5 separate regions of the Mus musculus genome follow, and all the other regions are linked to region 1. The links are chromatin contacts, called in public Hi-C, HiCAR-type and promoter capture Hi-C maps. All regions are on one chromosome and are shown on one strand. Each heading gives the region's core, a stretch centred on a gene start, on an enhancer-like site or on the middle of the called end of the contact. The rest is flanking DNA. Distances are from core to core; before and after follow the strand shown. Region 1 holds the start of Ssr3 (signal sequence receptor, gamma). Region 2 holds the start of Rsrc1 (arginine/serine-rich coiled-coil 1). Region 3 holds the start of Plch1 (phospholipase C, eta 1). Region 4 holds the start of E130311K13Rik (RIKEN cDNA E130311K13 gene). Region 5 holds the start of Gmps (guanine monophosphate synthetase).

Region 1 (4,108 bases), core at 468-2,967:
GTGGTACAGGGGACTGGGCAGGACCACGCGCAACTCCTCTGCAGTCTTTGTGGGCATCTTCAGACGCTGGCCTATCAGCATGGAGTTGTTTACGATGTTGTGGTGGGAAAGAGTGGCCCCCTTGGGGTTTCCAGTTGTCCCCGAGGTGAACTGGATGTTGATGGGGTCGTAGCAGGACAAGAACCGCTGGTTGTACCGCAGCTGGGCTAGGTTCTGTTCCTTGCCACCGGCTGCCACGATGTTATCCAGGAGCAGGGTCCCCGGCAGAGGGGCATCCACGGAGATGACTGTAGTCAGGTCTGGGAGTCTCTCACTCTTCAAGGCCCCTGGCTGAGCCTTTTCCAGCTCAGGACAGACCTGCTTCAGGATGTCGTAGTACTGCTGGGTCTTGAATTGTTTGGGAAACACAATACCTTTGCAGCCTACCTTTCTGAGGACATATTCCAGTTCTGAGGACTGGTAGGCTGGGTTCACAGACACCAGGATGATGCCTGCCTGGGCAGTAGCCAGCTGAATAAGTACCCAGGCATAGGAGTTGGGTCCCTGCATGCCCAGCCGGTCACCCTTGCGGAGGCCAATGCTCAGAAGACCAGAAGCAGCTTTGTCCACCTCCTCCTTGAGCTGCGCAAAGTTCAGCCTGATGTTTTCATGGAGGATAACCAAAGCCTCTCTGTCGGGGAACCTCTGCGCTGTGGCGTCAAGGCACTCGCCCACAGTTGTGTTCACAAGATGGGAGTCGGTGTGGCCCTGAATGTAGCTGAGGCCTCCAATGGGCAAGGGGTTGGTGCAGTTCACCATTCCAGAACTGAGAGCGCGGACACTCTGCAACTTCGAGTTCGGCCGAGGGCGAGTGAGCAGCGTCCGGGGGCCCCGCGCCCCCAGGCTCGCGATACACAGCCTCCCGAAGCGCAGCATCCCGTGATAGACAGCCATGGCTCGCTTCCGCCGCGGGTCTGGGCCAGGAGTAAAACTCCACAAGAGTTTTTTTATTTTCCAATTCTAAAGACTGTAATGAGAGAGTCTTTTAGAGGCTAAGAGGCTTTGTTGATTAAAATGATGTAATAGTAATAATAATAATAATAATAATAATAATAATAATAATAATAAATTAAACCATGCAGATGGCTCAGAGGGTAAAGACACAAACGTGACAATTTGGTTCAATCTCTGGGACCCAGAAAGTAAAAGTAGACAACTAACTTCCTCAAGTTGTGTTCTGACAACGTTGTGGCACGGCCCTCCAACCAATCAATCAATCAACTAATCATCAATCAACCAATGAGCCAATTGTTCAATCAATGTAATAAATTTAAAAAGAAATATAAAGTGCACATGTGGAATGAAATACCAATAACGTTAGTTAGTTCGTTAGCTAGCTGGTTAGTTAGTTAAAACAGTACTGCTTGTATGGTTGCTCATTTCGATTATCCAAGCCTGTCTCTGGAGACTGAGGCAGGCGAGTTAGAGAGCAGCTCTAAACTACACACTAAACTACAAATCCCTTCATTCTTTGTGGCATTGAGGCGCCACGTACCCTGAAGGATGCGGAAGTCTTGTTCGCATGCCCAATCGTACCTCGACGCTTGTGAAACGACGGCAAGATGGCCAATCCCGAAGCAGCGTACCCTGCGGAGTCCCGCCTCCGCGTTGCGCTGACGGGTCGCGGGCGGATACGCGGCCTTCTGAACCTTCCCTGCCTCCCTGCTCCCGGCCTCCAGTCTTCAGCTCGGCCATGGCTCCCAAAGGCGGCTCCAAGCAGCAGTCCGAGGAGGACCTGCTCCTTCAGGATTTCAGCCGCAACCTGTCGGCCAAATCGTCGGCGCTGTTCTTCGGGAACGCGTTCATCGTGTCTGCCATCCCCATCTGTGAGCTTCGGGCGGGCGGCGGTGGCGGCGGGGACGTGGCGGGCGCGGCGGGGAGGCCTAGTGTCCGGAGCAGCGTCCTCGGGAAGTCACTCGCGGCGTGCTTCTGAGCCGGGCGCGGGTTCTGGCCCGGAATCTCTTTTTGGTACACTGCCCTTCTCCTCACCACTGTTGGACACTAGGATGTCTTTAATGAACCGGGCGGGGGAGCCACTGATAAACCTTCACTGAATTAGCAGCGTGACCCGTGGCAAACCTCCCCTTACTCCCGAGCATCCTTTGGACGTGCAGAATGCCAAGTTAGGCCTTGCCCGAGGTCCGCGATCAGCCTTGTTTAGGATTTCAATAACTCCTAGAGAGCAGCTCGAGCCTTCTCGATTGAATGAGAAACTGCCCACTTGAAGGCCAAAACTGTCTCCAAGTCCAGGTTTTCCGAGTTTCCTGTCTCCTGACCCGCACTGCCGCAGTGCTGCAGGCCAATCATGTCCAAAAAAAGTTCTTTGTTATTTTGGCCTTGTAAAAAGCTCAGCTTGCAGTGAATGTGGTGTGGAGCCCCCTGGGTTCACTGGCCCGACAAAGCATTGTTTGGATTTCAGTGAGCAGCCACGTCAGCAAGTTAACCAAAGTTTTGGGACAGCGGTTGATTTAAAATGGCCCGTGTTTTAACTTCCTAGTATTCCATGAGTGAAATTGTTATTATTTGTAATCCCCACTCCCAGTTTGTTCTCAAGTTAGAAGATGAAATTTCTAGACTAGCAATATCCCCACAGCCTACCTTTCTGTACTGGGAAAGCCCTGAACTGGGACAAACCCAGTTTATTGTCTATCTCACCTCTAGTGAAGTTTTTCGGATACTGGGTGGGATTTACTGACTCTCATTTACCTGGCTTAGCTGTAGTCTGGCATGTGCAATGGGGCAGTGATGTTGTGTGTCCCTTGCTTTTGTCTTATCTCAGGGTTGTATTGGAGAATATGGCATATGGATCTCATCCAGTCTGCTGTGCTCTACAGTGTGATGACCTTAGTAAGCACTTACTTAGTAGCCTTCGCGTACAAGAATGTAAAATTTGTTCTGAAGCACAAGTAAGTACCCTAAACCCAACCCCAGTCTGCATATTTTATGTTAGGGGGTCTTAAACATGATTTATAAGCATTAGTTTGAAATGTGTATGTAGTTAATCGTGAACCATATGACACTTCTGTGGAAATAGGTTTTGAGGGTGGAGTTTGAATATTCATTCCCAGTCTTCAATTGATGGTTTGGTCAGAAAAACAAGTCTATTAAATCAATGAATGTTTCCGAAACTCAGTGGATTTCTTTCTAGAAATTATTTTAGGCTGCCCATTTACTAATTTTGGAAGCAAAAAATTAAAAATTCTCTGACATTTTCAATGCCAGTTACTTTTTTTTTTTTTTTTTTTAATCTTGTAAGTCTATTCACTGTAGAAGACAACCCTATTTCTTGAATTTCAAGATCACGTATAAGACGAATTATTTTACTAGCTTTAGGAGAAGAAAACCCAAGTTTTTTTTTTTTTTTACACAAAGTTCTTTCTTTTTAAAAAATTTTTATATGAGTATACTATAGCTGTTTTCAGACACACTAGAAGATAGCATTGGATCCCATTACATATATTCTATGAGCCACCATTTGGTGGCTGGGAATGGAACTCAGGACCTCTAGAAGAGCAGTTAGTGTTCTTTAACCACTAAGCCATATCTCCAGCCTGGAAAACCTAAGTTTTACCTCAGTAAATTTTTATGTTTTAAGCACTTGTGTACTCTGCTTTCCTAAAAATAAAACAGGAGGGTGTAGCAGGCTATTCCCTTATTTGTTCAATAGGGCCTTTTAGGTTTTTCTTTGAAGTATTATTATTTTTTTTAAAAATAATTAACTCTTTTACTTTTGAACTGCGCTTGTGTGTTTGTGTCTGTGGTTTGGTGTGTCTCTTGCCTGAGGGGCCAGAAGATAGTGATAGATTTCTGGAACTGGAATTGCACATAGTTCTGAGCCACCTGATAGAGGTGCTGGGAACTGAACTCAGCTCTTCTGCAAGAGCAATGTGTACTCTTAACTATTGAGCCTTCTCTTGAGCTTCTAAAGTAATTTTTTAAAGGCAGTAGGTATTCCGATCTTAAATTTGTCATCTATTTACTGTTTTAAAATTTCTCACAGTATCCACACTTGACTAGAAACTAGTTTTGTTTAGATTGATATAGCAGTCTGCATCTGGTCTCTTGAAAC
Region 2 (4,108 bases), core at 864-3,363, 1.6 Mb before region 1:
CAAAAATTCAGATATAACAAGGCAAAATTCAAAAGAAAAAGAATTCTGTCAAAACACCACTGTTAAGACTGACATATGATGAACTCAGACGCTATGACACATGTACAGGGCCCACACAGGTCCAAACCAGAAAGGATACCAGCATCGAGGTTGGAGTGCTCCAGAAGCGCTCCCATCCCCAACAAGAAGTCATCTCCAATCAACAATTGCTGGAAAAGGAACAATTAGTTCCCAAGGGTACACAAACCACACTTAAGGGCAGGCTCCATCTCCTGCAGTAGATGGCCAACATAAAACAAACACAGAGATCTTTTTGGAAACTTTTTTTTTTTTTTCTCATATTGCTTTGTTTGGTCATTTTTGTAAACCATACCGATCTTTTGCTTGTATATTATGGTTTGTGTGTGTGTACACATTTCTCATGCTTTCTTAGTTTCCTTTTTCTTTATTTGTTAGTTTGGGAGATGAGGGAAAACCATCATCAGAATATATTGTATACAGCCGGGCGTGGTGGCACACGCCTTTGATCCCAGCACTCGGGAGGCAGAGGCAGGAGGATTTCTGAGTTCGAGGCCAGCCTGGTCTACAGAGTGAGTCCAGGACAGCCAGGGCTATACAGAGAAACCCTGTCTGGAAAAACAAAGAACAAAAAACAGAATGTATCGTATACAAATAACATTATTTTCAATTAGAAAAAAAACTACTGTTGCAACAACGTTCTGTAGATTATTTAGTGTCTCTTTTTAAACTAACAAATCACAGGACTTCCTTCCCATATTCTGGGAGTGAAACCAGAAGAAAGTTATCTGTAAATGCACTACAACAACCCTATGACAACCAATTCACATCACAACTCTCCACGCTGAATATGTAGAGACTGGGTCATCGAGGCCAATTAACAGACAAGTGCCAGCTGCCTTTGTCTTTTTCAGCTTCAGACATTTTTAGCCTTCTTATTGAACATACAGTCATAAAGTGCTACCACTTAGCAAGAAATCTCCTTTGTCTGCAAAGAAAGTGAATATTCATAAACTCTAAGACTGGAGAAGCTCTCAAAGGAGAGCTGCTTTCCCCACATGGTTGTACCTGTCACATCTGCTCCACTCCTTAAAACCTGAAAACTCTACGTAGCTACTTCACTGGGAGCTTTTACATCTAAGTTCAAAGATGACAACTCGAATACCTTCATATGCCAGCACATGATGTGTGAATTTATTTAACAACCTAGTACTTAGTAGGGACAAAACTGGGCTGCTGGCAAATCTAGAGCTTTCCCCCCCCCCTCAATAAACATTTTAAATACAACTCAGAAATTACATTAATAATAACCTAAAATCGAGGGCAGACAACATCCATTGTAACTCCTGAGAAAGGTGAATGAGTTCAGGAGTTAACTATCTGGTCACATGACCAAAAGTCTAGAAGGTAAATTCACAGACTGTTTAAAGTGATGTGTGTATATGTCAAGACAGGAAGGGTCTGTCTAACCATGTATTCTCTCTCCAGCCAACAAGCATCCGATAGACAGGAGAAGGGGTGGGGATTCCGTGCACACTTAGCCACAGCCTCCCCCTCGCTCCGACTACCTGGAGGAGGTGAGAGTGAACCTGGCTAAAAAGGAAGGACAACTGGGAATCCGAGGAACGGCGATCGAGGACCCGCGGGACCCGCGGACTGGGGGCTACCTCTCCACATCAACTCCACACTGTAGGCCAAGCCTGGGGCCTGCGGCCGCTCGCCACCCGCGACCACTCCGGCGACCCCCTCGCCCAGAGCCAGCAGGCTGGGACCCTGCAAGGTGCGGGGCGCATGCGCACGGCTACAAACCGCACGCCGCGGGCCCAGGCCCAACCCTCGGCGAGCTCCTGGCCACAGACTGCGCCAGGCCCCACGCCGCCTCCCGCAGAGCTGGGCCTCGCTACGCCTCCTTCGCGGGCGCCGCCCCCAAGCTCTGGACGCCGGCATCACCTGGCTCGACCTTCGGGTTCGCACCTCCCGACGTGGGGACCTGGAACCCCCTCTTCTAACCACGGCGCCACCGGCGTCCTCAGAACTTGCTTCAATTTAAGCTCAGCGCCTTCCTGGTTCCAGCACCAGGCAGCTTCAGCCGAGCTGTCGAGTGCGTCGATGCAGGCTGCTGGACCATTAGGAATGCCGAGCGAGTGGATTGTCATGCCGCCAATTTTTTGTTTAATGTTTGTTTTGCGTGTTTGCATAATTGGATTTTCTTATTCTCCAAAAGCAATAAAGGTGGTACTATGGGATGTTACTGCCTTAGTATTCGCCGTTATCGTCACAGATAATCAGCAAACATCTACATCGTAAGAAGTTATGTTTAAGACATCCGCGTAGAGCAAAATTGGTTAGTTCCTGTTGAGCGAGGTGGAAATTCGCCCAACAATAATAAATCATGGGAGTGTGTCTGCATAGAGTCGTGTGTGATTAAACTGTAATGATTTATTTGCAAAAAAATACATTAAAATCGGTGGGTTTTTTTTTTTTTTCCTGCCATGAAGGTGAAGGCATTCACGGATTGGAAGCAATTAGTTTCTCCTATTAAAGAAACTGTTAGATAGGAGGAAGAAATCTGCCCGATAGGAGAAGGTTCCTCTAGAAGAGAAAGTAAATGGGTAGATTTATAAGAAAGAAAGAAAGAAAGAAAGAAAGAAAGAAAGAAGCTTCTATTACCGAAATTAAAGAAACGTGGCATTTTCTGTAATATACAATATTTTCCTTGTATGACTTTTCTTTCATGATTTAGTATAAGGAAACAAAAATGAGGAGATATATAAAATATTAACTTGGATTCAGGCCTACTGTTAGCTAGATACTAAGGTTCAGATTTCCACAGAGATTTGAGATGGAACTCACTTCCAGTATAGGTTTATTCCTGGAAAGTAACTGGACCTTAACTAGCCAGTTTTGAGGGACTCTTTTAAAACAAAACCACAACACTACATGTTTGTTTTAAATAATTCAAAAACTGGGGGAACTCTTGGGGGGGGGGGGTCCTGATTATTTTTGTATCTGTCCATAGGCTGTCTCCTGAGTTTTAAAGTCAATGTTCCTTTCAAAACTTTGACAAAGTAAAATAAAATAAAATAAAATAAAATAAAGGCTTTGAAATGTCTTTTCTCAGGAAAATATTTGCTGTTTGGTGAAACATCATACTTCATAGCTTTTATTAATACAATTTCCAAACTTTTAATTTCTTAAAACTGAAACTTCCTAAAAGAGGGACTATTGGGGATGGCGAGGAAGGGAATGGGGGGGGGGATATAAGAGGCTAACAGAAGAGGTGTATGTTTCCATATGTGAAAAGTTCATAAAGAAAACCATACAATTATATGCTAATAAAAATTTTAAATTAAACTTCCTTTACACAAATGGGAGTCAGACACTGGAGATTTATCATTGCTTCATCTACCACCCCTATAGTTAGAATGAGTCAAGAAGATGAAATAATAGAGAAATCTATTGGTTCAAATTACAGGATAGTCATGCCTGATCTTTCTCTGGTTACCTTTAAAGTGGTCATCCTTCTAGTACAGAAGATGGCATAAGCGTTTGTATTTAAGTCCTGTGGTTAAAAGGATGAAGAAGCGTCTGGGGGTCTCCTGATCTCTTACCAGGCTTCTAGCAGGGGCTATTTGGGAGGTGTTTACGAATATGTATTTCGTCATAGAGGTTGAAAGCTACTGAAACACCATGTCAACTTAGTGGATCCCATTACTAAATGATCTTTTTTAAACAGTTTCACAAAAGAGTAAAATTCTGTGATTATTCTCCGGAATTACAGTGTTACAGATAGCAGACCGATGCTCAATGTGACATTGCTCCTAAATTCATAGAAGTTAGGAAGCAGTAAGGTTTTGAGTCTTGTGAAATAATAAAAGCAAGAGTTCATGTACTTCAATAATACCTAAATGTTTAATGCAATCGCTGTTAACCATGTAAAGGTATGCCTTTGTCCTAAAAGCAGGGTGGGAAATGTTTCTAGAAGGAAGGATAATGTCAAAGAAAAAGTAAAGCAACATTTCTAATAAGCTTTATTTTCATGTCCTTTAAATGTGCAATGTAGTTAGTATTACAAGAAGTTATGGAACGT
Region 3 (4,108 bases), core at 501-3,000, 1.5 Mb after region 1:
GCGTTTATTTTAACCCCTGCGTCTGTGATCTTTCAGTTCCAGAAAGACAAACACAGGAGGCTAAAGGATGGATAACCATGACTGATGGAGAGTTTAATTATCTTGCCTCTTTCTTTTTTTCTTTCTATTCACCATGGTGATTACCACCAAAGAGAAACTCTAAACAGGCCTTTTTCTACACAAAGAAAAGCAATTTCGAGGCAAACAATGCTTGTCTTTTTTTCCTTTCTTCTGTATTATCTACCTATCTATCTATCTATCTATCTATCTATCTATCTATCTATTTGGTGCTGGCGATTTCAGGTTCTCAAAGCATACTTCACATTTACAACCTCAACCCTACTTAATTTCCTGTAAATTAGGTGTTTGCGATCTGGGTAAAGAAAAAAAGGGGGAGAGGACAAAGGAAGAAAGAAAAATTAGGAAATTAAATATTTTTCCTTATGAAGCCAAAAGACCTTGCAATTCCTTTTCTAAATTGAATTCTTCCTTGTAGTCTGTAACTAGTCTGGTTGCTTTTTTCTTTCTTTTTTTTCCAAGCGTCCAGGATAGCTTTCAGGATAAAGTTTCTTTTTGCCCATGATGCTTTGCCGTCACATTGTAATTGCCTCTGTTGAACTGAATAATACAAATGGGTTGTTTCTATGGTATCGGCTAGGCTAAGACGGATGAAAAGGTGAAATACTATATCTTGTGCTGAGAGGTCACTGAGCATCCCTCCTCCCACTCCCCCACTGTCAGTCAAAGAGGACTAGTGATCTCTCCAGCCTCAGACTCTCCTTTATTACTTCCTGAACAAATTCACTCATGGAAGAAAAAAAGACTTTTGTTTATGTTGTCACCAGGCCCAGACAACCCCTGCTAATTCCATGTTGCCATGCCAGAGCTCCTGACTTTCTTACTGGAGGGAAGTTTTACTTTGAATGGTACACGGAGGGTCTTGTCCTCAGTTCCTCCCAGTTAGGCTTTGAACTAACAATAGGACAGGTTGAATCAAGACTGATAAAAGCCAAGTCCTGGAATCTTGAAGCCGGATCACTCCGCAGCACGCTATTCCCTTTCTACTGTTAGTGCGCTCAGATCTCATCTTTACTCAGCTTTTGAACACTTGCTGGGTGCAAACGTTCCGCTGCCGCCTGTGTGCTCTTTAACAGCACATTAGCTTTTCCAGCCCGCTAGCGGGTGAACTGACAATTAACTGGCTTGTTAATTAATGCCAACGAGTGATATTTGGAAGAGACTGAGGGATAACAAAGCATCCTATAACCTGCACTCCCTGTTCCTCAATTTGATTTTACTCAAAATGGATAGTTGAAAATAACAGATGCTATATTTATTGGAAAGGGAGAAGGGGGGAGGGGGAAGGGGGAGGAAAGAAAGGATTAGTCGTTTGGTGTTTTATTTTTGAAGCGGTTCAAACTCTTGTAAGAACATTGCACAGTTCGCTTCCCCTGAACTCTCCAACTTTGTTCCAGCAGCGTCTTTAACCCGCTAGCCACCTAAACTGAAAATCTATCAGAGGTGTCCCTGGTCTTGGAATTCTTTGAAATTTGCTGCGAGGGAGGACAGAAGAAGATCTTTATTCCCAGGGGTTCTGGCCTATGCCTAGCAGTAGCATCTTCATAAGGGGTCCACGTCCAGTTCTTGGCTCCTGTTCCTCGATGGCGCTCCAGTCCACTCGCGCGCGCTCCAGTTCCGGATTTGCCCTGAGCTGAGGGTTAAGAGGGAGGGTGCTCCAATGTGAGCATGAGGATTTGAATGAGAAAGCAGGTTGTGGCGGCAGCGCTGGTCTTTACTTGGAGCTCCTCTGTTGGTTCTGTTGGCTGGTGTGTAGTGGTGCCCATCTTGGGCTGGGGGGCTGTTTTGGAGGAATTGGGGTTGGAGTCACACCGGGACACTAGCAGATCACTCCAGCATTTGGGAGGTTGAGCCGGTTACAAAAACTCCGAGGATCCTTCATCAGCGGGATACTCAGAGCTGAGCAGGTCAGTGCTTTGGAGGGGGTGGGGGTGGGGGACAGGGAGAGGGCCGGGAGCAGGAAGAGGAGCACCGGACTGCCTCTCCAGCGTTGCGCGAGCAGGTGCTCGAATTCTTTCTGGGCAATCTCAGCCGCGAGCACCGGGTTGTGGTGTGTGCCAGGGTGCCTCGGCCCAGGAACTGGACCACAGTAGCTCGTGAGCTCCTAATGGAGCGCGTGGGCTTTTGTGCCTGAGCAAGACCTTCCCTGCCCTGGTTGGTGGCAGAGGTCCAGCCACCGGGAGGGTCCCGCATCGCGGCGGAATGATCCCACAAGACCTCCCCTGGCTCTGGCCGCCTGGAAAGCAGTTCTGCGGTCCCAGAAGCGCGCCCTTAGTTGCCGGTGCGAGTCTTACTGTTCAAAAAGCTCCGGGCATTAGGTGCGAGAAGGATTTACTCCAACTGCCCTTTCCTAGCGACAAATCATGGGTTACCGAAGCGACGCCCGGGCTGTGAAGGTGTTCTCTGCGCCTGCGCGGGATACCATGGCAACAGTACCGGGTCGGAGACGCCACTTGAAGAGCAGAGCTGTTTTGCTTTGCTTCACTGTGGAGCCCAAGTCTTTCTCTAGACTTTTTGTTTGTTTGTTTGTTTGTAGCTTGGAATCAACTTACGATCTCATTTTTGTTTTTTAAGAGTTTAGCATTGAAGTGATAGCCAGAGGTATGAAATAAAAAATATATAACTTTTTTCTCTCTTCTGTCATCATTTTGATCATGGTAGAAAAATAATGCTGAGAAACTGCTCATTGGAGCATTCAAGTTACCTCCTTTTATCCTGTGAAAAGGAAGATATGAATAAGACTTTATTTCCTGGTGCGGCTTTTTTAAACAATTGTATTAAGCTTGGGTTTCCACAGTGTGCAGACGACATCGTAGCTCCTGTGTACTCTGCATACAACCTGTTTATAACGTACAGAACCTGATGCTCTCCAAATGAACTAGTGTGTTAAATGCCGGTGAAGGGAAGCAAAGGTTCTCTCTGTCAACAGAGACGTTGCTTTTTAAGATGTGGGTTGCTTACTGCTGGCATTATGATCTTGTTCAGAAAATGAATGTTTTAAGACGCATTATTGCAGACTAGTCTTTCTTAAGCCGTCTGTTGACGACTTAAAATTGTGTCTTGAAAAACCTCTTCCCGTCTTTTAAGTTTCATTTGTTTGCACCCAGGGGAGCATTTGGTAAGAGTACAAATCTCCAGCGGTTTCTAGTGGGTGCTATAACTTGTTGTTACTATGTTTTCTTAGACTGCATCCCTATTTCGCAGCGCGATCGAGAGCTACTTGCTATGTAAATAAACTGATTAGAATTCAGATCACTGTTAATAAAAGTTTAAAATGGAGTTGCTTTTCTTGGGACCAAGTAGGGCTTAAAATAACTTGAGTGAAGTAGCTTAAGGATTCTGCATCCTGGTTTTGAACACTATGCATTCCAGTAAGACGAGTGTTTATTTGTACCAGGAAGTTAAAGATGATTTCCTCTAGTGCCAACAGCAAGCTGTAGTCAAAGACACCAACATACTATTTTTCACATAGTCTGTAAATAACATCCAAGTTAAGTTTTCTCACCCATCCTTTTTCCCATCAGTGTCAACCTTGTGCAACTTGTGTAGCTATAATGTTAAAAAACAACAAAACAAACAAACTTTTTTCTCTTGAAAATTAGAAAAACTTTATTTTCAGGTTCAAGTCCTTTATGACCCTGTTTGGTGGCTTGTAACTGTCTCCAATTCCCTAATTCTCAGTGATGTGTGTTCTACTGGTTCCAGGAGGTAAACTGTGGTTTTAGCAGATCATGGAATAATGAGATTGGGAGTGCCTGGAGGAAGGCTGGGAAGGAGACAAAGGGAGGGGAGGTTGGGAGGCAGAGTGAGATTTATAGTGGCTTGTAATAAAACGAATTATCCTTGCTTCTGTTTCACATAGTTTCCACTTCATTGACTTCAAGTAAATTTGTTTTGAAAAAATTAGTCTCTTGTATAATTATAAGAGATAGAGTTATAAAAACAGAGGTGATAAAGGTGATTTGTGTTAGGATTCCTTAATATAAAGCACTGTGTGTGTGTGTGTGTGTATGTGTGTGTGCGCGTTGCT
Region 4 (4,108 bases), core at 779-3,278, 1.5 Mb after region 1:
AAATGTAAGTAAAGAAAATATCTAATAAAAATGCATTAAAAAAAACCTGCTCTGAGGACAGACTAGTGCCACAATTAGTTTTTTCCTTCTTGTGATCCAATATTATGTATGGTACATGTTCAATAAATTCCTTTTACTTAACTAAAATCAGTGTATGTATAGTTTGTGTGGCAATTTCCACACCCCAATAAGGAAGAGAGCAAAACTGGGGGAAGTGAAGTGGTTAAAAAACACACGCTTCACTTGTAGAGTGCCTGAAATCAGTTCCTAGGACCCATATCAGTTGGCTACCTGTAGCTTCAGCAGAATCCTCAACCACATCCCCTATCAGGTGGCTTCTGCAGCTCCGGTGGAATCTCTGGCCTCCACATGTGTCTGCACACGTCCACACAGAGACTGTGGTTTAAAATTTTACAAGTATTTTTAAAAATCAGATTCTGCGTTTTGATGTCAGTAAATTGAAAGTAAAGGAAAGGGTAAGTATGGGTGAGTGGTGGGAGAAGCCTGCAAAGGCAGCGAGAGGTCCTGAGAAAGATCGACCAAGGGAGGAGAGGAGTGAGGCTAGCACAAAGTGCTGAAAAGACGAGGCCTGGGATACAGACAGACTACAGGGGTTCCGCAGGAAATTAAAGCTAAGATCGGAGCTCACTGCAGTAGTTTTGAGATGAGATTAGTCAGCTTGGTTTTCTAACTTTTCCAAGCAGTTCTTGGAACTCAAGAGGGATATACCCATGATGACTTAGTCCTGTAGATATGAAAGTACAACTAGATACTTCACATCTTTAAGGGACTATTTTCCTATTGTCCATTTACAAAGCTATAGAGATAGAGGAGTAATGTCTTCTTTTCCTCTCTGGTGCTTTTGACATAGGTACCTGTGTGTGCACATCATATAAGCAAGTAATAACAAAGGCCTCACAAGTGAGTGTGATATGCTACTGTCAGTCATAAAACTATGGGGTGTGGAAACACTAATTCACACTGTTATATATTTGATTTCTGTAAGGTAAGTTTTTTTTTTGAATTTTCATTTTTTGTTTTATATTTTTGCAATGCTAGATAGAGATCTAGCCCAGGGCCTCAAGTGTTAGGAAAGTTCTCCTGTAACATTTTAAATATAATGAACCAAACAGAGTTAAACAATAGTCCCAAGACGTCTAATGCTTCTAGTACTAACTGTAGAGTTTGGGAGCGACAAAGGGCACCCTCAGGTGGGGTATTTGGTTTTAAAAACATGTTCACTTGTGGAGTCCTGAGCAACACTGATTCCTTTCAGCAACCAGGTGTGAGAAAGCATGGAACAATGCAGCCAGTGATGCTTCCCAGCACCTGTGTGCAGAGTTTTTACCATGCACCAACAGGTCGGTCGTTAGCCCCTCTGGAGGTCAAGCTGAGGACCACCACAAGTGGGTTGTTAGATTTTCTTACAGGCTCAAAAGCCTCAGAGTAAAACATAATTTTATCAGGTAAGATATTTTAGAATTGCCAGGCACAATGGGAAAGGCCAGATCTCTCTTTGGGCCAAAGTTAAATTTATTACACAATGCACATTTCAGCTTAACAAATAAGTATATCTCCATCTCTCTTTCCTTTATTATTCTTGGCATTAAAAATATTTAGAAAGCCAGGCACACGGAAACACAGCAGAAGCCTCTGTATGGGGGAAGCTAAAGATTAGGACGCTGAGGCCAGCCTTTAGAAACATAAACCCTGTTTCTAAAGAAACAAAGGTTGATGCCATATGTGTTTCTGGGTGTGCTCTCCAGCACCATAAAATATGGCAAGTGGATTTCTGAGTTAGAACTAGCCTGGTCTGCGGAGCTAGTTACAGGATAGCCAGGGCTACACAGAGAAACCTGTCTCAAAAATGTAAAAAACAACAAAATAATAAAAATACAAGCTTATAGAAAAAGTAGCAAGAATAAGAGACTGTGCATATTTACACAGATGTCTTATCTTTTCACGGCATTTTTGTGTTGTTCTGCTGTCCTGGCTGGCTTGGTACCACCAAGGACACGCAGAGACAAGAGTGCAAACGCCCAGAATGGGCGGGGACCCCGGAGCCGTGCAGCGCAGCGACCCCTACCGCCCACCAGGGGGCGCCCGCAAGGCTTGCTGGACGCCGGAACATGGCGCGGCCGCCCGCGAGCCTCGGGTCGCAGGCGCCGGACCGCGACCGAGGGGAGGCCAACGTGGTGACACGGGTGTCGCAATGGGCAGACAACCATCTGCGCCTTGTCCAGGTGCCACAGCCCGGCGGGGTGGGCTAGCCTGAGCGGAGTGATCGCGGCAGGCCTGGAAGAGGACCCGCAGGGGCGGAAAGACAGCCGGGCCACAGGGGAAATGGCCAGGGAGGCGACATCGCCTCATTTGCCCTCCTGGCGGCGGCGGTGGTCAGGCCTGGAGGCTGGCGCAGGGCTGGGGACACCACAGGGCTGGCCCAAGAGTAGCTCCTCATTCAGTATGGCGGGCTGGATACCCAGGAAGAGCAGAGAAGCCCGAGAGGCCTTAACAGAGCAGAGCCAGGATGGGTTTTTCCAGGGCTGGGGTTCGAACTTTGGTAAGCATTGTAGTGCTTACCACTGAACTGTATCCCCAGTTGTTTTGGTTTTGGGTTTTGGGGTTGTTTTTTTTTTTTTTTTGGTTTTTTTTTTTTTTTGTTTGTTTGTTTGTTTTTTTGGTTTTTTGAGACAGGGTTTCTCTGTATAGCCCTGGCTGTCCTGGAACTCACTTTGTAGACCAGTCTGGTCTCGAACTCAGAAAGAAATCCGCCTGCCTCTCGTGTTTTCTTTTTAAGTGAAACAAGAGAAGACACTGAAATTCAATCATAGAAGAGACACTTAGACAGCCAGTCTACTACCAGATAAAGGACTGCTAAAGTCCCTGTGGTGGTGGTGGTTCCTGTCATGGAGCAGTCGTAGTAAATGATTTACTGGGAAAAGCTGTAGAGCCCTTGGACATTAAAATTTGGAGACTGATCTTGAAGACAGCCCATTAGACTTTAAAGTACAGTTGTAGGCTTGAGGCAACAGTGTTCAATGGGAAATCAGAACTGGACGTAAAGCTGAGTGAGAGTGAGCTGCATAAACCTGGTGGAGTGGGTAAAGCCCTAGTCTTGACAGACATCTTGAAACAACGTCAGAAAGGTACAGAAAACGGTCTAGAAATGAGGCCTAGGGGATTCTCTGGGGAGGGAAGGTAGCAGAAGCAAAATCTGAGGCAAACAGGGAGACAGATGATTAGGAAAATGAGTAGCCAAAAGCCAGGACAACGTATTTGGAAGGAACAACAACTTTTTTGTTTGTTTGTTTTGAGACAGAGTTTCTCTGTATAGCCCTGGCTGTCCTGACTCACTTTGTAGACCAGGCTGGCCTCGAACTCAGAAATCTGCCTGCCTCTGCCTCCCGAGTGCTAGGATTAAAGGTGTGCAGCACCATGCCCTGCCCGGAACAGCTTTTAAGAATCCTGCTGAGAATTGGAGGAAGCTGAACTTTGCAAAAGCTTTGCAGCAAGAGAGCATGAGGTCCAAGGCCAGGCCTGCTGACATGCTATTGTAGCGCCACGTTAGAGCAGTCTGGTATCTGCCATTTAGTAGTAATCCTTGCCAAATAAATGCATACATTGTTACTTACTATACTAATATTAAAGTTCAACCATTTACACAAACACCAGCTATTTTGTATTTGTAAGGTTTTCTACCAAGTACAAAATTCACCATGGGTGTAAGGCTAGAAATGCTAGGCCATGGGTGCATTCAAGAAATTCACAGGCGGGCCAGGCGTGGTGGGCCATGCCTTTAATCCCAGTACTCGGGAGGCAGAGGCAGGCAGATTTCTGAGTTCGAGGCCAGCCTGGTCTACAAAGTGAGTACCAGGACAGCCAGCTCTATACAGAGAAACCCTATCTCGAAAAACAAAACAAAACGAAACAACAACAACAAAAACATATAAAAAAAAATCGCAGGCAAAGTAAAAAGCATTCACTCAAGTCCCTGTGAGTGCCAGATTGCTAAGGAAGAACTAGGAAGGAATGTGGAAGAGTCCAGCCAGCATTTGAGACATCTGTGTTATTTGAACTGTTAGTGGTCATGAGGACAGTCTCCTTCCTT
Region 5 (4,108 bases), core at 788-3,287, 1.4 Mb after region 1:
GAGGATCCAGGTTCAATTCTTTGAACCCACATGGCAGCTCACAACTGTCTGTAATTCCAGTCCCAAGGGATCTTATGTCATTTTCTGGCCTCCATGACCACACGGGCACGAACATGTGGTACACAGACACACTTGCAAGAATAACACCATAAATGTACGTGTGTGTGTGTGTGTGTGTGTGTGTGTGTGTGTGGAGGAGGCTAGCCTTACACTGATGTATGTCTTCTCACTGACGGTGCTGGAATAGCATCTGTGATGGTTAATCCTAATAGGCCAGCTTAAGAATTACTTTATTACTTTTATTAAGTTTTTTTGCATTTTATTTTTAAATTCCTTATAACAGTGTTGTGCCTATATGTTTGTCTGCACCATTTGCATGCAGTGTCTACAGGGACCAAGTGAGGATGTTGGATCATCTGAGCTGGAATTACAGACAGCTGTGAGTTGGCCACTCTACCACATGACCTTGACATAAAATTTAGCTATTCACCTTAAACTCAAATAAATCACAATGATCAAAAATATCATCTTAAGAAAATATTGAGCCGGGCAGTGGTGGCACACGCCTTTAATCCCAGCACTTGGGAGGCAGTGGCAGGCGGTTTTCTGAGTTCGGGGTCAGCCTGGTCTACAGAGTGAGTTCCAGGACAGCCAGGGCTACACAAAGAAACCCTGTATCGGAAAAAAAAAAGCAAAATAATAATTAAAAAATGTTGAAAAAATACTGAAATAATTTTGTGAAAATATTCTTCTAGATCGCAGTAGGTTCTATAAAACCGCAGCGAACTCATCCACCATAAAGATGAGTTCCAGTGAGTTGTAAGATTAAAAATTAAAGACAAATGTACAAAACTGTAAGGTGAGACTTATTCTTCAGACCATGACAGGTGCCTAGGTTTGAAAATATAGGAGCTACCTAATAATGTTTATTCATTTGTTCAACACAGGTTTTTGAATGATTCCTACATATTAAGCAGCCATTCGCGAGTTTGTGACACTTAAGCTCCATGTTTGCAAGGGCAGAAATTATTCCTGGCTCTAGAACAGCTATCCAAAAGTTTGGAGTTTCATACACCCGAAGAGAAATTTAACCAGATTGCTAAAGCTAGGTCACAAGCATGCACAAGCGTGATGTACACCTTGCTAAAGTAAATTATATTCCAACACCGCAGTTTCTCGATGACAAAACTGACTTTGTGAAGGTCAGAAAGCTCTCCAGGTCAAAGACGATTAGGTCGGAAGGGAAAGGGGACCAATTCAGACCAGGCAATTAAGAACGATGTCTAAGGCTGGGAGTTGGAAGCCACAAACGGGCATCAACGGCCCAACGCTCTCGCGTCTTGGCTAACGCAGTTAACTTTTTCCAGCACCCGTGGAGAACCTGGCTCCCAAGAAAAGGCCCCAAAGGCGGGAAAATGTCCCCGAAAACTAGCACGTAATACACGAGACAGAGTGCGCAGGAGCAGAACCTTTAACTCTACCCCTCCGAGGATGGCGGGAGAAGAGGGTGAGAAGCACACCTGGGCCCAGGAACAGAAGCTGTGGTCAATAGAGTCAGAAAGGCCTGCACTAGGCTGGAAAGAATACAGGCCCGCCTGGCCGGACCGCCGCAGGCGAGGCCCCGACCCTGCCCTGCGGTTGAAGGGCCCCGAAGTCCCCAAGAATCGCGGCCCACAGCCAGGTCGCCTCTCCGCTGGAACTCGATGCTTCACTAGCAAAGCCAACAAAGCGCCTCGGATGCAATAAAGCCGCGCCGCAGGCCGGGCTGACACATGTAGAGCGCCACTGACCCGGCCGAGGGAGACGGACGGACCCCCAGGTCTCGCTCACGCTGCCGGAGGGCGGCAGAGACGCCAATCACAGACTGACCTTGGAATCTCCGTTGCACAGGGCCATCGGGGACCAACGCCGCGGGTGCAGACTGCTGGCAAGGCCTGGACGCCAGAGGCTCAACACCGGGACCGGCAGAAGCGTGAAGAACAAGAGCAGCCCGGAACCTAACAGCGGCCTCAGAACACAGAAGCGCGCGCAGGCCCTGCCTCCAGCTTCCGCCCGACCTCCTCTAACCGGCCCCGCCTCTTAGAGGCGGGACCATGCAAGCCCCGCCCTCGTCGTCACCCCGGGAAGATAACACCAAACCTACCAGAAAGGAAAGCATCAGCCATGCCCCCAGTCTGGGCAATAGAACTGGATGTGATAGCTGACAATAATTAAGTAGTGGCTACATACCACCTCAAACTTCAAGTTTTTATAAACTGCAAGATACATTTAAGTAATGGATTCACCGTGTCACAAATAGTGGCTCAATTTTTCTGGTTTTTTTTTGTTTTATTTTGGTTTTGTTGTTTTTCTAAATAAGGTCACTCAGCAGACCAGGCTAGCCTCAAAGTTACATCCAGCTGCCTCTGACTCCTAAGTGCTAAAATTAAAGGTGTGTGCCATCACCTCTGTTTTTTAACAATAAGCTGTAGATTCCTCAGAGAGCCTACCTTGTTGAAGAAATTATATTTATTTGATTGCCTGTTTAGTTTTTGTTTGTCTGTTTCTTTTTTCTTTTGTAAGAATGTATGGTAGCCAGTCACCACCTTTGATCCCAGCAATCTGGAGGCTGAGGCAGGCACATCTTAGTTCCAGGCCAGATTTTTTTTTCTTTTTTTTTTTTTTTTGGTTTTTCAAGACAGGGTTTCTCTGTATAGCCCTGGCTGTCCTAGAACTCACTTTGTAGACCAGGCTGGCCTCGAACTCAGAAATCCGCCTGCCTCTGCCTCCCGAGTGCTGGGATTAAAGGCGTGCGCCACCACGCCCGGCTCAGATTTTTAAAAATAAGGAAAGAAAGTAATTAAAAGAAAAATGTTCAGAGGCTCTTGATCTCTCTCTCTCTCTCTCTCACTCTGGTGCCAGAACAGCCAGGGCTATACAGAGAAACCCTGTCTCAAAAAAAAAAAAAAAAAAAAAAAAAGAAGAAGAAGAAAAGAAAGAAAGAAAGAAAGAAAGAAAGGGAAAAGGGAAAAGGGAAAAGGGAAAAGGGAAAAGGGAAAGGGAAAGGGAAAGGGAAAGGAAAGGAAAGGAAAGGAAAGGAAAGGAAAAAAGAAAACCCAACATCCTCCCATGGCCTCAGTGCCTATAAACACATGTACACATAACCCCCCCCCCCCCAACACACACACAATGAAATAAGAACTTTTGCAAGCAACAGCAAAAAAGAATGGCTGATGTGAAGGAAGAAGCCAGGTGTCATTGGTGTCCTAACACTTGCTAGTGCATCCCTGTGAGTTGGAGGCCAGCCTAGGACACATAGAAAAAGACAGGAAAGGAGAACTGCTGTGGATGATAAAGGACACAGATAGGATTTATGATAAACTATCAAGTAATAAAAGCTGGAAATGTTAAAGAATCATTTTCAGCTATCATAACAATAGTAAATTAGGACATGAAATATTAGTAGATGCTAAAATTAAAGAGTGGAAGATAAGAAGCAAGTTTTATTTATACTGTCACAGAGTATCTTCCCACATTATTACTTATGCAATGTAAAATAGCAAATTTTTCTGTCTTTGCTTGTTTTTGAGTAGAGTTTCACTGTTAACCCTTGATAGCTATGAACTAGACATGATCCAACTGCATGAGCCTCCCAAGTGTATATGCTACCACATCTTACAAAATTTAGCAACTTTAGAAGTGCCTCAAGTCAGCCTTTCTTGAGTGATCAATATGAATATCACAAATAGTACAGTAGGTCAGTGTCATGTCTCACTTGATGGTCTAAATAAAATGAGGAGAATGTTACTGTAGTTCTGCCTAAAATTCATAAAAGAAAGGAACATCAATTAAAGACACATTCCACAAAATAACTGGCCTATGATTATATCCAGTTATTTATTTCTTTATGAAAACAATACCTCTAAACCTGATCATTAAAGGAGACTTTTTTCTGCAATTAGGGCAGAGTTTATCCATCAAGAACATCTTTTCTCCGTGATAGTGTATTAGCTGAAGCAGTCTAAAGGCTGCCTCTACCAGGCCGAAGATAGAGTAGCCCAAAGGCTGGGACTTAGAATAATCTGTTCTAAAGGCTTTCTCATTCATACTTTTGACATGGCTTTGAGAA

What was found. Promoter capture Hi-C pulls out the DNA fragments that hold promoters and counts their contacts. A called contact is a pair of places that touch in the nucleus more often than the background predicts. HiCAR-type assays count read pairs that join an accessible place to other places.
Region 2: a contact with region 1 is called in a Hi-C map of CD4 T cells, with 8 times the contacts expected there. The contact joins the promoter of Rsrc1 here to the promoter of Ssr3 in region 1. A contact is called at or near these places in 1 of 39 promoter capture datasets (pre-B cells) and 1 of 484 Hi-C or Micro-C datasets (CD4 T cells).
Region 3: a contact with region 1 is called in a HiCAR-type map of astrocytes, with 2.9 times the contacts expected there. The contact joins the promoter of Plch1 here to the promoter of Ssr3 in region 1. A contact is called at or near these places in 1 of 39 promoter capture datasets (hippocampal neurons) and 2 of 115 datasets of contacts at active chromatin or transcription factors (astrocytes and stem cell-derived neural progenitor cells).
Region 4: a HiCAR-type map of astrocytes shows a contact between it and region 1, with 4 times the contacts expected there. The contact joins the promoter of E130311K13Rik here to the promoter of Ssr3 in region 1. A contact is called at or near these places in 7 of 39 promoter capture datasets (the C10 cell line, the HPC-7 cell line, cranial neural crest and 3 more) and 1 of 115 datasets of contacts at active chromatin or transcription factors (astrocytes).
Region 5: a contact with region 1 is called in a promoter capture Hi-C map of pre-B cells. The contact joins the promoter of Gmps here to the promoter of Ssr3 in region 1. A contact is called at or near these places in 11 of 39 promoter capture datasets (the C10 cell line, cranial neural crest, embryonic stem cells and 6 more), 1 of 15 datasets of contacts at CTCF or cohesin (large pre-B cells), 7 of 484 Hi-C or Micro-C datasets (CD4 T cells, CD8 T cells, the G1E-ER4 cell line and 4 more), 8 of 115 datasets of contacts at active chromatin or transcription factors (astrocytes, bone marrow-derived dendritic cells, embryonic stem cells and 4 more) and 3 of 9 other capture datasets (adipose tissue, embryonic stem cells and macrophages).

The regions. Positions count from the first base shown.
Region 1 is chr3:65,390,162-65,394,269 of GRCm38.p6, reverse strand. It overlaps Ssr3 (signal sequence receptor, gamma), which reads left to right and starts at 1,717. Exons shown (of 5, transcript NM_026155.3): 1 at 1,717-1,865; 2 at 2,819-2,945. The coding sequence starts at 1,733. It also overlaps the pseudogene Gm5540.
Region 2 is chr3:66,983,667-66,987,774 of GRCm38.p6, reverse strand. It overlaps Rsrc1 (arginine/serine-rich coiled-coil 1), which reads right to left and starts at 2,113. Exons shown (of 10, transcript NM_025822.4): 1 at 1,969-2,113.
Region 3 is chr3:63,897,104-63,901,211 of GRCm38.p6, reverse strand. It overlaps Plch1 (phospholipase C, eta 1), which reads left to right and starts at 1,750. Exons shown (of 24, transcript NM_001370984.1): 1 at 1,750-1,985.
Region 4 is chr3:63,927,392-63,931,499 of GRCm38.p6, reverse strand. E130311K13Rik (RIKEN cDNA E130311K13 gene) reads left to right here and starts at 2,028. Exons shown (of 5, transcript NM_177856.5): 1 at 2,028-2,243. The coding sequence starts at 2,130.
Region 5 is chr3:63,974,072-63,978,179 of GRCm38.p6, reverse strand. Gmps (guanine monophosphate synthetase) reads right to left here and starts at 2,037. Exons shown (of 16, transcript NM_001033300.2): 1 at 1,870-2,037. The coding sequence starts at 1,896.